Regions from separate parts of the Mus musculus genome. Here region 2 is linked to region 1. A link is a contact called in public HiChIP or PLAC-seq data. All regions are on one chromosome and are shown on one strand. The core of a region is the stretch at or near the end of the contact, and the rest is flanking DNA. Distances in the headings are between cores, read along the strand shown.

Region 1 (3,533 bases), core at 290-2,789:
GGCTGAGTAGATCTGTAGTTGCCTGCCAAGAGATTCCCAGCCTTGTAAGGGTACAGCCCTGCATCCCTCTCTCCCTCAAGGACCAGGTTCTAAAGACCTTAGATGCTCTCCCTTGCCACAGCCCATGTGTAGAATCTTCAGACTAAGGAATGGAGAAGTTAACAGTTAAGATTGCTTCTGTCTAAAGGTTTCCTTCCCTTGCTCCATCCCCCATCCCTCCTCGCTCTCTCTTTCCTCTCCCCCTTCTTTCATTCTTCATTCTCTCTCTCTCTCTCTCTCTCTCTCTCTCTCTCTCTCTCTCTCTCTCTCTCCCTCTCTCCCTCTCTCCCTCTCTCCCTCTCTCCCTCTCTCCCTCTCTCCCTCTCTCCCTCTCTCCCTTCCTCTCTCCCTGGTGTTACTAATAAATTGATCGGGTGACCATGGGCTGAGGAGGCTCAGACCCTTAGACTGCACTAGAGGCAGAACAAAGCCCACGTCATTGCAGACCAGGGGTTCTCAGCCTTCCTAACACTGTGGCCCTTTAATACTTCTCCTCATGAGGTGGTAATTCCAACCATATGTTATTTTAGCTGCTACTTCATAACTATAGTTATGAATCATAATGTAAATATTTTGGAGATAGAGGTTTGCCAAGGGGTCATGACCCACAGGTTGGGAAACAGCTGCCCTGGGGACTTTCCACTTTGGCAAGCATACTTTCTTTTCCTTGCTTCTAAGAATATCTAATAAAACTCTTCTCTCTTACCCGAGCTGGAGCACAGATCTACCTGGAGTCGTGTGCTGCCCGACCTATGAGTCACCTGGCGCTTATGTAAGCTCATTAGAATTTTCAAGCACCCAAGTTTGTCTTTTAACATCTGCATGTTTTCTTTTGTTATGAGGCCCATCTCTTCCGTCAGACATTTGCAAGAATCTTTGTACTGAAAGTTTTTCTCCCGTTGACCAGTACCTATAAAACTGGATATGTAAGAAAGCAAATACAACCCACAAAGGGATTTCTCACATTTTCATTTTTGTTCTTTGATTTTGGTTTTGCTTGTTTTGTTGTTCTGTCTTTGTTTGTGTTGTTGTTGTCTGTGACATGAACCTTGTGAACCCCAGGCTGGCCTGGGCCTCTTGATCTTTCTCCTTCCGGACTCTGAGGCTGTGGCCACAGGTATGCCTCTCCACACTGGGCCTAAGTACTGCCTTTTAAAAGGCGTTTTCTATTGAGTTTAAAGAAATCTGCTACAGTGTTCTGGAGCATGGGCCTACATCCACATTGCCTTTGAACTTGGAGTTCTCCAGAAGCCTGGGGAAGAAAAAGTTCAACAGTTCCCAGGAGTGCTGTGGCCTCCTGACACAAGTGGGGGTGGGGTAGGGGGAGATGGAGTCAGAGAAGGTGGAAGTGTGCTGCTCTGAAGTCCTTTTGGGGGTGTGACGGGTAACCCCACCATACCTTGCTTGTACTTTAATATTTTAGTTGTGACAGGGCATCTCAGGGTAGAGCCAGCAGGGGGCATTGCATTTCTTCTAGGAACAACAGCCATGAAATGACCTATCCCACCAGGGAGCGCCTGCCCACTTCTGAGTCTCTTGTGCAAAGCTAGAGATGCTGTCAGGAGACAGAGCTTTACCTCTGGCTCCTGGTGTGCCACACACACACACACACTCACACACACACACACACACGATAGTGTTAAATATCACAAACACTGTCTTACCATTGGGGAAGTTACAAGTCCTCGATCGGTTTTGCTGAGCAGAAGTCACGATGTCTGTGGGAATGGCTCCTGTGAAGCTCGGCAGGAAGAATGTAGTCCCTCCTGCAACCTTGGCTCGAGTCACTCCAATTCTGCCGCCATTATCACATCGTCTGCTCTAATTCTGGCCCTTCCATGTCCCACTTTAAAGACCTTGTGATGATGACATTGGGGTTATCTGGGAAAATCCGGGCTAATCTCTCCATCCCAATTAATTTAATTGCATCTGTAAAGCCCATGGAAGGCACCATTTGTAGGTTTCAGGGGCAGGATGGATGTCTATTTGGAAGGGCATCGTGATAGACAAGATGGGTCATCAGCGTAGCATCTAAGAAACCCAGGAAACAAGCCTCTGTCCAGGAATATGAAGGACTATCTAGATGGGATTAACTGAGTGGGAAGACCTCGGCTATGGGTGGCACCCTTCCATGGGTTATGGTCTTGAACTGAGTGGAAATATTGTCAGGATGGGTGGAACTGGCTCAGATCAGCTTATTGTGCATCCATGTGTGCCTTAGCCTTCTGAGTACTTGACACAGCTAGGATTGTCTAGGAAAAGGGAATCTCAATTGAGAAAAATGTCGTTAAATCAAATTGGCATAGGCAAGTCTGTGGGGCATTTTCTTGGTTGATGATTGCTGTGGCAGCTCAGACCATTGTGGATGGAATCAGCCCTGAGCAGGAGATCCTGGAGGGTATAAGAAAGGTTAACGGGATGTGAGCCAGGCAGTCAGTAGCATTCCTCCGTGGTCTCTGATTCAGTTCCTGCCTTGGGTTCCTGCCTTGAGTTCCCTCACTGGCTTTCCTCTATGGACTGTGACTTGAGATAGATAAGTCAAATAACCCTTTCCTCCCCAGGTTGCTTTTGGTCATGGTCTTCATCCCAGCAATAGGAAGTAAAAGAAGACAGCCCGTGTCCTAATGACTGATTTATCTATCTGCTAAATTTTAATACTATTCAAAAGCTTATTTCTTTTTAATGATTTGAATATCACTTTCTATGTTCCAGTCTTCAATATCATTTTCTTTTTGAAGATTCAACAAATGGCTTATCAGTTATAGTTCTGAACTTGTGGAATTAAAACTTCAAGTTGAATTGTGTTGGTTTAAGTCTGATGGGAGTGGAGCAGGCTTGAGATAATGGGGGGGCGGGTTTAACTGGGGATTTCGGGGTTAGAAACAGCTAATGAAGTTGGGTTTTTTTATATTATTATTAAATTAAGATTTAAACCTTAAATTAAAAGGCAGTAAAATGGAAGTATAACTCATACCAGCCTCTAATAAGGGATGGCATTCTCAAACTCTAGCAGCTAAGCAGAAGCAAGGATACTCAGAAGGTTTGTTAGACCCCTGTCTTAGGACTAACACTTCAGACTTGATGTCCACTGACGATAAACACAAAATGATCAAGATATGACTTGGGTTTATTGACGATAAACACAAAATGATCAAGATATGACTTGGGTTTATTGACGATAAACACAAAATGATCAAGATATGACTTGGGTTTATTGACGATAAACACAAAATGATCAAGATATGACTTGGGTTTATTGATCCTACAATACTCTCCAAATCCTTTTTTTTTGTTTGTTTGTTTTAAATCCAGCACAGTGAGACTGTACAGAAACTGTAGAAGCACCCGCATTCTGTTTAAAATTACATTCATTAAGTTATTAGTAAAGTTAGCCTGATCAAACAAATGGCCAAATTGAAAAAAAGGCAGAATAACAGAAAATACGCTAAAATCAATAAAAGCAAAAAGGCCTCAATGGTATCTGTGTAAACTGG
Region 2 (3,533 bases), core at 484-2,983, 83 kb before region 1:
AGAAAAACCCTGTCTTGGAAAACAAAACAAACAAACAAACAAACAAACAAACAAATCAGAAAGTATGGGCACAGAGGGCAGACAGCTAGGGCCCAGCAGGGTATGAGAAAAAGACAGACAGGCAGATGCCAAATTTCCAATTTTTCCATGATAAAATAATGTATCACTTACAAAGAAAAAGGCGCACCTAAGCCTTAAGTAAGGAGATGGACCGTCTCTCCCAGCTCTGCCTCATTATGCTCGTGGTACGCGGGTGTGGGCCCTCTCAGACCTCTATCTAGGCAGTTTCCTACTGCAGAAGCTAACTCGGGCAGGCGTCAAATCAGAAGCCAGATCATGTTTCTGACCCGGCTGGGTCCTCTGCATTCACCTCTGCCTAAATGGCCTTTACAGCATGCTCCGTTCCCCAGAGCTGAGTCTGATGGAGGGGCAGGTCTTGGCGTGGACCCAGGGGCCTCTCTGGGGAGCTCTGCACCCCTGTTATTCTGTTGCTACCCTGAGATCTATCAGGACAAGGACATTGCTAGATGGACAGGTAGGACATGATTGTCCTTGCATGGAAAGGGAGAAACAGAATTTGTAATAACCCAACCCTTTCAACACCAGCAGGGCTGACCTCTGACCTCTGAGAACCATGACCTGCCAAAGTCAAATGTTCCACCCATGAGTCCACGGCTCTTGGGCCAGGTGGCTGTCACTGAGGGTTTTGTCTTCTGTCCTGCTCTTCTCTGTCGCCACCATCTGTTCTTTCCCTGTCTTTGATCTCATCACCTCCTCTTCATCCTCATCCTTCGTCTGTAGGTGGTGCTCCCCAGTGCTCATCCCGTGAGTACTGCTGGCACATACAGTGGAGTCACCCACTGCTGGACAGGTGAGCACAGCCTTGAGACAGAGAGCAGATGGTGGCATGAGATCCGGTCATCTGTGTTAAAGTAAGGCAAGAAAAACAATTTTCTTCAGGTGTCTTAAACAGGGGGAAAAAAAGTGTGTGTGTGTGTGTGTGTGTGTGTGTGTGTGTGTGTGTGTGTTGAAATCCTTTAAAAACTAAGAGTCAGCAGGTCAAATACATAGCTGAACTTGCAGGGGACCAAGGCATGGTTGTTAGGATTTTGATCAATACAATGTTCATATCAACTGGAGCTCCTGCTAGAGAAATAAGGTGAACGATGCGGTAAAGCCAGTGGCTGGAATGCTCTTCTGGCCATAGTAGCTGACTGCAGGCTCTTTGCCCTTCCTTGTCATGGGTAAATCTCTCCCTGCCCTGACGTAGATTAGATGTTGCCGGCCACAAAGCAACACAGGTGCTTCTCGCGTGGATTTTCTGTGGTCAGGGCTGAGAGATTCTAAGTATGTAGCCGCAGGTGCTGGCCAGGCTGGCTGCAAGGAGCTGAGAGTCAAGTCAGAGGATTTTACACACAGGAATCTAGCGAGAACCAGAGACTTAGTCACATGCCTGAGGCTCATGGCCCCAGCCACAGGATCAAACCACCAGGGTCCAGCGGTCCACGAGGCCACATTCTCTTTCCTTAGCAACTAATGGATTCTCTCCTCAGTATGGCAACGGATTTCCTCAGAGCCAGGGAGATTTCCTCCCAAGCTGGGAGAGCACTCCCAAGAGGGAACACAGTCATTCAGAACTTGCTGGCCGCGGTGACTCAGCATCACAGGGACCCGGCTTGGTAGGATAAGGACCTGGCCTGCACCAGCACGTGTCTACCAGCAGGTGGAGACTGTTAGCGCGGACCCGGAGGTCAGCAGCCACACCTTCTCTGGAAGCACACCCGATTGGGCCGCTGTTCCTACCTTTTAATGCTTGCTCCTGTACCACGGGGGCTGCAAGCCTGGGACTTACATTTCCCAGACTCTGTTGCTCTTCTTTGGGTTTTGTTTGTTAGTTTGTTTTGTTTGTTTGTTTGTTTTTCTGTTGCCGTGATTAGAGCACTGACCAAAAGTAACTTGGGGGAAGAAAGGATTGATCACGTCTTACAGGTTAGAGTACAGAGTTCAAGGAAGCCGGAGCAGGAGCTCAAACAGAAACCTGGAGGCAGGAACTGAATCAGAGACTGGGGGAACGCTGCTTACTGGCTGGCTCCCATGGCTTGCTCAACTAACTTTCTCCTCCTCCTCCTCCTCCCCCTCCTCCTCCTTCGATTTTTGAGATAGGGTTTCTCTGAGTAGCCCTGGCTATCCTGGAATTCACTCTGTAGACCAGGCTGACTTTGAACTCAGAAATCCACCTGCCTCTGCCTCCCAAGTGCTGGAATTAAAGGCATGCGCCACCATTGCCCAGCCTCAGCTAACCTTCTTATACAGCCCAGATCACCTGTCCAGGGATGACCCTGTCCACAGTGGACATTAAGTAACAATTAAGAAAATGTCTCACAGACATGACCACTGGCCAATCTGGTGGAGGCAATTCCTCAGCAGAGAGAGGTTCCCTCCTTCCAACTGAGCCATGTTGACAACCGAAGCTGACTATAACAGCGTGGTTTAGATTTGGTTGAGATGTTTGGGAGACAGAGAGAGTGGAGCTGTCCACCCTGGCATCAGGGGTGGGTGACAGTCACACTTGGCTTCAGAGGATGTGAACTTTCCAGTGTCTCCTAGACTTTGTGTCTGCTGTAGTCTCTGAGTTGGGGCTGGAGCAGCCCTGACGTCAACGATGACTTCCAGGGTTCTGTGACCTCTGCTCAGCTGCTTCCTGAGCTCGGCACTTAGCACTGGGACAGGAGACTCAAATAATGGACTTACTTTTTAGTTCTCCTAGAAGTCTTGCACGTAGATCCCTATAGTAAGTTTCTTTGTTTCTTTTTAAAACATCCCACACACCCCCTCCCGGAAAGAGGTTTATTCTTCTGGTATGGGAGAAACAGCAGTTTAGTGTGCCCTTCCCCCAGCCCTGAGCAGGCTAATCAGATCTTAATGGTTTGCCACAGTTGGTCTTTCTGCTCACCCAGCTAGGGTGGAGTCTTTCCAACCTAGGATGAGGTCTTCCACCTCGCCTCCCTCCTTTTCAGGTGTACCCAGTTCTCTGTGGCTGCTGGACAGCTACAGTTTAGCAGTTAATTTTAGTGTTGTGCCTCTTTAAATTATGTCTCGACGACTTCTTTATGTGACACTGAATCAGTGACCTAACCCTTTTAGCAAGAGTTTCCTCACGTATAAAGTTGGGGTATCATTATCACCATCACCATCACGCCACTACCACCACCACCACCACCACCACCACCACCACCACCACCACTCTCATCACCATCACCATCACCACCACCACCATCACCATCACCATTACCACTGTTGTCACCCTTGCAATTGCTGCTGACACAGTAGACCACAGTGACACCATGAGAGCGCTTACAAAGAACATAAGAGACAAGCTCTAACTTTCTGCCCAGATAATGTGAAAGAAGTCACTTGAATCGGCAAGGAATAAATGTATCACTGGGGATGTAAAGGAAGCTAGTTGCGGAGTGCTGCTGCAGAGACGAACGGAGGGGCTGATGGCAGGGCCGATGGGGGCTGGGCCAGGTTGA

What was found. HiChIP or PLAC-seq counts read pairs in DNA pulled down with a chosen protein or histone mark.
Region 2: a contact with region 1 is called in a CTCF HiChIP or PLAC-seq map of the NIH/3T3 cell line, with 15 read pairs. The contact joins two enhancer-like sites. A contact is called at or near these places in 3 of 15 datasets of contacts at CTCF or cohesin (the NIH/3T3 cell line, large pre-B cells and pro-B cells), 7 of 484 Hi-C or Micro-C datasets (CD4 T cells, ECoMG-derived neutrophils, nephron progenitors and 2 more) and 5 of 115 datasets of contacts at active chromatin or transcription factors (CD8 T cells, Th17 cells and embryonic stem cells).

What each region holds. Positions count from the first base shown.
Region 1 is chr15:97,496,552-97,500,084 of GRCm38.p6, reverse strand. No RefSeq gene overlaps it. Among named protein-coding and RNA genes, the nearest start is that of Gm41393, 91 kb to the right of the region's middle. Within about 2 kb of position 1,539, at least 39 of the 459 cell types and tissues checked have an H3K27ac peak or open chromatin away from gene starts, as enhancers often do. A contact at or near this core is called in CD8 T cells and the NIH/3T3 cell line, where this site is marked.
Region 2 is chr15:97,580,006-97,583,538 of GRCm38.p6, reverse strand. No RefSeq gene overlaps it. Among named protein-coding and RNA genes, the nearest start is that of Gm41394, 39 kb to the left of the region's middle. Within about 2 kb of position 1,733, at least 120 of the 459 cell types and tissues checked have an H3K27ac peak or open chromatin away from gene starts, as enhancers often do. A contact at or near this core is called in CD8 T cells and the NIH/3T3 cell line, where this site is marked.